2 separate regions of the Callithrix jacchus genome follow, and region 2 is linked to region 1. The links are chromatin contacts, called in public Hi-C maps. All regions are on one chromosome and are shown on one strand. The core of a region is the stretch at or near the end of the contact, and the rest is flanking DNA. Distances in the headings are between cores, read along the strand shown.

Region 1 (4,216 bases), core at 1,047-3,546:
GTTGGAAGAACGGAGAAGGATTCCAGGATGGCTCATTTGTGCAGTTAGGCAGATGGTGAGCCCACTAACTGTGGGTTCCAGAAAGATGTCACTGATGCAAGGATTCCAAGTCCATGGAATAAATCTGTTGCCTGCTTTTTCCAGGCTGTGAGGTGCTGCCATATTCTAAAGGTATCGACTCAGGCCATGCCATTAGGGGGCGCTGTAGCCATTCCCTTCCCTTCTCTGCTCAGTACGGAGGTCGGAAACACCTGCCAGGCCCATCAGTCAGTTCCAAAGGCCAAAGGTGACTGCACTCCTCGGCAGAGCCCCTTTGCTTAAAAAGCTTTTTACATAAACAGCCTCACATCTCCCAAGATTTGGCACTGGTACCCCAGATCAGAGTTCCTCTGCAGCTGAATAGACCTGGGTGGGAGCCTGGAGGACTGGAGGCGCTTTGGGAGGCCAATTTGACCAGTGAGAGATCAGGAAGAGAAGGCTCAGCAAACCCATTGCCTTCACATTTTTAATTCACAAAGCCACCCAGAGCATTTTAATTCAGTTGACCTCAGTGTGACCTCGGGACCCCTCAGAACACCGGCCATCCCAGAAAACATTTTGCGGGAAGCCCAACACTTATGGGAGGGCCCTTCACCATCATACTATATGAAGTATTAGAATGGAGGTGACGTAAATGCAAGGGGGGAAAGCAGAGCCTGGAAAGCAGTAGCCATGGAGGAACAGGGCACTCTGGATGGAGGCTGTACCGCTGAGGTACGGCCTCAGTTTCCTCATGAGGCTGGTGTAAGGATGAACTGGGGGACTGTATGTGCGGTGCACTGTTTGATACACTGCAGTGATCCAGTCAACCCTTGCAATTGTGGTTACTCTTATTACTGTTAATGATCAAGCTCTTGCTGCCTTACATTCTGCTTGCTGCCTCCAGGCTCCAGGCCTGGAACACTTCTCTGTCTCCCCGGGAGCCCTCCTCACACTGGGTTGGGCCCCTGCTTCAACCTCTTATGGCAGCAGCTCTGCACTGAAACTGAGCGGGACCTCCCACGTCTGGCACAGTGAGCAGTGTAAGCTTTCAGGAACTGGTTCTTAGATGACTTTTCTTAAATGAGTAAGTGAACGAATGAATGAACAGAACAAGAGAGTCAAGCTGCACTGAGTGGTGGGCCTCAATCATACTCCAGCAAGGATCGAGCCCTGGAGACCCGTTTAGGTGAGGGAGCATCATGAGGATGTCAGAGGTTGGCAGGGGGGTGCTGGGAACCAGAAATCCCAATCACAGTGACAGGGCTGTAGAGGGTGGAGGGGTAGGGAGAAGCCAGGGCAGGGCTCCACTTTGGGCGGGCCTTTATAGCAGAACAGGGGAGAGCACTGAGAGCTGGTGACAGACCAGAAAGAAGCATGAACAGCAGAATCAGCTCAGACACAAAATCAACAGGACTCAGTGACAGAATGAATGGAGATGACCAAAAAGAGGAAGCAACTAAAGATGCAAACTGAGAGAACTTGAATTGTGCTTTCAGTTTCTAGTGCTTATTCTGATGATTGATGCATTATTTAATGAGGATCGGGAGAAGTGAAGCTTAGCGAAGCCTAATGAAAGGAGAAGTGGAGAGACACCTCAAGTGAGCAAGCTTGCCCCTGTGGCTCTAAGACCCTCCCTCCCTTCTGTTCTGGTCTCTTTCACTGGCCCTTACCCCTTGGCTTGTAACTTCCTTATTAGTAAGAATCTCATCTTACTCGATTTGGCATCCACTGCATTAGTTATTCATTTGCTCATCCATTTCACAGATGTTTACTGAGCACCTCTAACATGCAAGGCAGGGTCCAAGGTCTATAACTTGATAAATATGTATTGAATTGATCGTGTCATGATATAAAGTCTGCAAGGAGAAGGTCCATGGGAGGATCTAGCAGTTTTACCAGGCAGCATCTGGAAGGGGAATGTGGGAAATCCATCACTGTTACGAGAAAATTTGGGACTGTAATGTTCCCCACTTTTCCTCCCAAACTGGGGAGCCCAAAGAATGTTAAGTCCAGCTTGATGAGCAGATGAGTTTATTTAGGTCTTCCACGTGGGGCACTCCTGAGCAGCAGCGGGACAGCTGTAGAGATCTGCATTGCCTCACATCTCTAAGCTGCTTTTAAGCTAATTGCCTGGCTCTTTGCCTAGCGAAGATATTTGCCATGGGGCTGTTTTCCTTGGTAGGTTATCAGTTATCTTTCAGGATGTTTGGGTTATCATGGACACCTACTCCTCAGTTGAGCACTATGGTCTTGGCTAACTGCCTGGCCTTGAGGGTTAAGACAGTGAATATACACCATTAAGTAACCTGGTGGGGGACCCATCACACTGAGATCACCAAGGCCTGGGTTGGCTAAAAGGGTCAAACATTCAATGGAGAGAACATCTGACTCATAGAAACACAAGTACAAATGCTAGCATGGAGAATGAGGGGTTGACAGTGAGGACTGGGCATTTCATCCAAGAGAGAGAATTTCACTGCTATCCAGGAATACCTGAGGCTGGCTAATTCATAAGGAAAACAAGTTTATTTGGCTGACAGTTCTGCAGGCTGTATAGGAAGCATGGCACCAGCATTGCTTCTGGTCAAGAACTCAGAAAGCTTTTACTCATGATGAAAGGTGCAAGAGGAACAGGCACGTCACATGGCGAGAGAGGGAGCGGGAGAGGAGAAGGTGCCAGGTTCTTTTAAAGCAATTAGTTCTTGCATTAACGAATAGAACAAGCACTCCGAGGGAATCTGCTCCCATGACCCAAATACCTTCCTCTAGGCCCCACCTCCAACACTGGGGATCCGTTTTGAGCATGAGATTTTGAGGAGACAAATATCCAAACTGTATTGTAATGAATACTGAAATTAAGTAATATACTGGAAGTCTGAAGGTATAGATCTGTGCTTTAGATGAAGTATCTCTGGGGGAAAAGAATCTGTTGCAGTGTCTCTAGCTCGACCCCTGCTCCCTCTTGGGCTCCACAGGTACCTCCCCACAGCAGAGAACTGTTAGTCACAGATCAGGGAGAACAGTGCTTAAGACCATCCTGTTCAAGGCCAGGCGCAGTGGCTCATGCCTGTAATCCAGCACTTTGGGAGGCCAAGGCAGAGACAGATCATGAGGTCAGAAGTTCAAGACCAGCCTGGCCAGCAAGGTGAAACCCCGACTCTACTAAAAATACAAAAAAATTAGCTGGGCATGGTGGCAGGCACCTGTAATCCCAGCTACTCAGAAGGCTGAGGCAGGAGAATCACTTGAACCTGGGAGGCGGAGATTGCAGTGAGCCTAGATCACGCCATTGCACTCCAGCCTGGGCAACAGTGTGAGACTCCATCTCAAAAAAAAAAAGACCATCCTGTTCTCTGGGCTCAGACTCCATAGCTACCACTCCTGAGATAATGTCCCAAGTAGAAGCACAGTTTGTTCCTGGCACAGGTCCACTTTGTGTAGATTTGGCCTGCAGTTGCCTTTTCTGGTATGCAGACCGTCAAGGGCTTTGCAACTGAAAGTGTGGTCTGGCCTGCAGACCCGCAGCAGCATTTCTTAGGACTCCAGTGCAGGATTTCAGGGCCCATTCCAGACCTATGAGTCAGAGTGGCATCTAACAAGGTATTTAGGTGATGTATTTGTATGGTCATACACAAGGCACTACTGTGGACAAGTTGACTGCTGTGGCTGTGGGCTCTATGAGCAAAGTGGCCAGTCTCTTTGGGCCCTTAGGGATGGGCCTCCTCCTTGGGGTACTTGTGCTGGGTATGAAATGGAAGGCAGAGATTTGAGGTGTGGGGAAAGAGGAGAGAAGAGACTGTGTGGATCCTGCACCACCAGGCCTCCAGCAAGTCTCATCATCACTCCTGTCGACTCCCCTCCTCACTCTGCATTCCAGTGATGCAGAACTGCTGCAGTCTCCCCCACCCCCATCAGCTGTGTCATATCCTGTGCCTTTGCTCCTGCTGTTCTAGTTGTCTGAGACACCCTTTACCCTCTCTTTGGTGACTCCTTCAAGCCTCAGCCCAGGGGTCAATTCCTAGGAATCTACCCTGGTCATTCAGGCAGAACTAAGCATCTTTCCTCTAGGCCCTATCCTCCATCACAGCAAGGTGGCCACCACACTAAACTGCCCACTCCCCTCACTAAACTGTAAACTCCTCAAGAGCAGAAGCTAAGGTCTATTCTCTATACCCTAGAATCAACACAGTAGCTC
Region 2 (4,491 bases), core at 319-2,818, 110 kb after region 1:
ATTCTTATTTGCCACACGTATATAAAACTGTGTACAACATCTTAGAAGATGGTTCTACCAAAACTTCCTCCCCTGGACATCTCAGACTCCGTGTATCCAAAACGTGTATCCTCTTCCTCCTGAAGCATTACTTTTTTATTGTGATATAACTTACATACAACAAAGTATACATATTTTCAACATAAAATCTGTACATGAGTATACACCCATGTAACTGTAACCAGGATCAAGGTCCTCTGCCACCAAAGGTGATCACCATCCTGACATTACCATTGATTCATTTAGATTGTTGTTGAACTCTATAAAATGAAAGCCTAAAGTTGAACTCTATAAAATGGAACCCTAAACTTACTTCTCTTCTGCTTCTTGTCTCTGACAATGGCACCACTACTTACCCAGTACCCAAGCCTGAAAGCACCCTTGACTCTTCCTCTGCTTCCCTTGTCCCTTCCCCCTACTCATCAACAACTAAGTTGATGGCAATAAAATACTAACAGTCCTCAAATTCCTACCAGGACTGCCTTAGCCTCATCTGTGACCATCCAGCCTTCTCATCCACGCTTATAGCACACTAAACCACTCTAGCACAAAACCCAGCATTAAATGCTTCTCTGGACTTCCATGGTGCCTTGCACTAATTAATTGTTTTGATTATCTACCTGTTTGGATGTCCCCTCATTAGACAGGTAAGAGGCCGTGTTTCATTGCTTTCTCCCCAGTGTCTAACCCAATGTTTGGAGTATCATACAGTTCGTAAATGTTTGCTGTCTTCCTGCTTGTACACATGATGTTTGTACTCCGGCGCCAAGAGCAAATCTGGCATCCTCTGTGGCATGAGTATTATTTGTGGCATGGTCTGTGTGACTCCATCGCCCAGGCTGGAGTTGTGGTGAGAGCACCTGGGAGGGTGTGTGTGTGTACCGGGATCCCTGCAGAGGATGTACCTGGGTGTTGGTGTTAGGATGCGTAGCTCTCTGAGGTGAGGACTGTGCTCAGGAGGTGGGCGCTGGCACGTTTCTCTCGGGCGGAGCGTGATCCCATTCCAGAGAGGCTCTCGGTTAGGGAGCTCTATCCTGTTTCTGCCGGGAAGCGTGTTTTCCGCAGGTGGGGCTCCCTGTGGTGATCTCCGACTGCCTGGGGATTCGGAGCTGTAGGATGTGGGTCAAACAGACGCCAGGCTGTCGAAGCCCCGACGTAGGGCCACCCGCACGCTTCTCTGCGTAGGTGGTGGAGCCACCTCTCGGGGCCCGAGGAGGAACTCTGGAGCTGCGCCCGCGATCTCGCTACCGTTTACAGCTGCGCGCCAGACTCAACGGCCCCACCTACCAAGGTCCCTGGAGCTCCTGGTCCGACTCAGCTAAGGTGGAGACCACCTCCGAGACCGGTGAGGCAAGCCCTGGCCGCGCCAAAGCCGCACAGCGCCTGCGCCAGGGCCGGGGCGCCGGGTGCGGGAAGGGCGGGCCGGGGCGCGGAGAGGGGTGGGGCGCCGGGTGCGGGAGGACCCGGGCGCGGAGAAGGGCTGGGCCCTGGCAATGCGGGTCCACGGCTGCGCTGGTCCCCGCGGTTCCCAGGGGTGGCGAGGGGCGGGGCCAGAACGGGGCGGGCTGAGGGCGGGGCTCCGGCCAGGGTGGGCCGAGGTCTGATCCTTTTTGTCTCCTAGCCTGGATCTCCTTGGTGACCGCTCTGTTCCTTGTGCTGGGCCTCAGCGCCCTTTTGGGCCTACTGCTGCTGAGGTGGAAGTTTCCTGCGCACTACAGGTCGAGTACCGCCCCCGCCAGGCAGGAGACGGGCGGTGGACGGGGCGGGGCCGAAGGCCTCTAAACAAGCATCCTCGGGTGGCTCTGTGACCCCAGCTCTCGGGCCACCGCCCGTGCGCATCTACGGCATTGCCGCTTCCTGCACGTCTCCTCTGGGACTCGCAACGGCTTCTTACACTCTAACACGCACACTGTACCTCACACCTTACAGCCCTGCCTCCTGCTGCTCACTCGGCGACGAGGCCATCGTTCACCCTTCAGCCAAGGCGCTCACCCAACTCCCATCCAATCGGCCATCGGGTCCCAACTCCTAAACCTCATCCAAGCAATGGCCCCCTTTCTCTAACCTCACAGACACGACCTGTCTCACTAAAACAGAACCTCTTCCTCCTCCGATCTAGCCTCACACAGCCATCAGAATAATCTTTCTAAAATGCACACAGGAACCTGCCAATTCCCTCCTTACATCCCTTTAATAGCTCCCAGGACATAGTCCAGGCCTCCTATGATGACAAGCGAGGCTCTGCAAAATCGGCCCCTGCCAGCAAGCATTTCACCCGCTTCTACCCTGTGCATCAGCCTTTCCAAACTGTTGGTGGTTTTCTCCACAAGTCAGCTTTTACTTCTCAGTGCCTTTGCACATAACATCACCTCTGCCCGAAATATTCTCCCTGTCTGACTAAACCCATTCATCTGTAAATAACTTTCTTCGCCAACTCTTAAGAAACCTTTCCTGACCCTCCCGTTTGGCCGCTGCTTTGTGCTCCAATACAGTACCAGTAGTGTTTTCCTGTTTGTTTCTGTATATATCTTCAATCTTCCCTATTATACCTTACTTGGTCATCTTTAAATCCTTAGCACAGTGCCTGCCAAGAAGCAGACCCTTAAATAAAAGTTATTAATGAGTGACTCATTTATGTGGGAAGACTAAGGCTGAGGAGACATACCATTGGAGGCTATAAACATGCAGGATAGAATGCATCCCACCTCCATCCTTCATCTGCTGCTTCTTGAAAACTTAGCTCAGAAGTCAGCTCCTCCAGGTGGTGTCTTTTGATGGTCCTAGGCTGGTTCAAGTGCCGCTCTTGTGGGCTACCATCTCTCTTTGAACTTTTAATCTGCCCATATGTATGAGGAGACTGGAAGGTAGTCTCCATGCAGGTAGCCAGATCTAACAAAAAAGTTGGAGAAGTAGAAAGAGGCTGTCTGCTGAGCCAGACATACTCAGTTCCTTTTCCTCAATTTACCAGGTAAGTCACACATCCTCCCCTAGAGAGAGATGAGTGAGGTCAGTGAAGAGGCCTGAAATGTTTTGCTGACGTCCCTACATGCGGAAATATGAGGCTAAAGAATTGACGTTTCCCCAACATTAAATATGGATTCCCCTTAATCCATTCTTCTCCCAGAGAGACTACCCTCTCCAGTAACTTACTAATAAGCTCCACTGATTTTCTTCATTCAGCTAATTTACTGATCATCTACTATGGGCCAGACACTATTCTACACCCGAGAAATATAGGAGTGAACAAATAGACAAACTCTCTGTTCTTGGGGAGCATATGTTCTAGTGATGTGAGATAGACAAAAAGAAATACATTTAACAGTATAATAAATGTACAAGTGCTATAAAGAAAAACAAAGTACAGCAGGAGAAAGAGTGTGATGGGGAAGGGAAGTGGCACTACAGTAGTCCCCTCTTATCCATAGTTTTACTTTTTGTGGTTTCAGTTATACTTGGTCAATTAAGGTCCAAAAAATTAAATGGAAAATTTCAGAAATAAATAATTCATGCATTTTAAATTGTGAGTAGCATGATGAAATCTCTTGCCATCCCACTGTGTCCCACCAGGGATGTAAGTCATCTCTTTGTCCAGCATCTCCATGCTGTATACACTCCCTGCCCCATAGTCACTTAGTGGCCATCTTGGTTATCAGATCGACTCACTGCGGTAGTGCAGTGCTTATGTTCAAGTAACCCCTATTTTAGTTAATAGTGGCCCCAAAGTACAAGAGTACAAGAGTAGTGATGTTGTTGGCATATTGTTATAATTGTTCTATTTTATTATTAGTCATTGTTCATATCTTACTGTGCCTAATTTTTTTTTGTTGTTTTTTTTTTGAGATGGAGTCTTGCTCTGTTTCCAAGCTGGAGTGCAGTAGTGTGATCTCGGCTCACTGCAACTTCTGCCTCCCGGGTTCAAGCAATTCTCCTGCCTCAGCCTCCCAAGTAGCTGGGACTGCAGGTGCAGCAACCACACCTGGATAATTTTTTGTATTTAGTAGAGATGGGGTTTCACCATGTTGGCCAGTCTGGTCTCCATCTCCTGACCTTGTGATCCACCCACCTCGGCCTCCCAAAGTGCTGGGATTACAGGCTTGAGCCACCACGCCTGGCCAACTATGGCTAATTTGTAAACTGTCAGAGGTATGTACATATAGGAAAACCATCTGCTGGGAGTCTTGACATATATCCCCTGCAGATAAAGGGAGACTACTGAATTTCAGGCAGGGTAGTGAGGGATGACATTTGAACAGAGGCCTACAATGAGGTGAGGGAATGAATCCAGTGTTCCAGACAGAGGGCACTTTCTGTCCATTGGAATGTTTGAGGAAACTGCAGCACCCTTTGTTGAACCTGCCCATCAATGACTTCCCTCCCCTACCTCAGGTTTTCTTCTTACCTCTACTCCCCTTCCTGACTGTATTGCCTTGACTATGCTCTAATCTCTCCAGG

What was found. A called contact is a pair of places that touch in the nucleus more often than the background predicts.
Region 2: a Hi-C map of induced pluripotent stem cells shows a contact between it and region 1, with 2.0 times the contacts expected there. The contact joins the promoter of C7H1orf210 here to the enhancer-like site in region 1. A contact is called at or near these places in 2 of 3 Hi-C or Micro-C datasets (induced pluripotent stem cells and skeletal muscle).

Annotation. Positions count from the first base shown.
Region 1 is chr7:79,903,890-79,908,105 of calJac240_pri, forward strand. All of the region lies in intron 1 of EBNA1BP2 (EBNA1 binding protein 2), which reads right to left. The region is part of intron 21 of CFAP57 (cilia and flagella associated protein 57); the gene reads left to right. Among named protein-coding and RNA genes, the nearest start is that of EBNA1BP2, 33 kb to the right of the region's middle. Within about 2 kb of position 2,297, at least 5 of the 16 cell types and tissues checked have an H3K27ac peak or open chromatin away from gene starts, as enhancers often do.
Region 2 is chr7:80,011,038-80,015,528 of calJac240_pri, forward strand. It overlaps C7H1orf210 (chromosome 7 C1orf210 homolog), which reads right to left and starts at 1,569. Exons shown (of 3, transcript XM_035251091.3): 1 at 945-1,569. MPL (MPL proto-oncogene, thrombopoietin receptor) reads left to right here. Exons shown (of 12, transcript XM_003733424.5): 9 at 1,225-1,384; 10 at 1,661-1,757.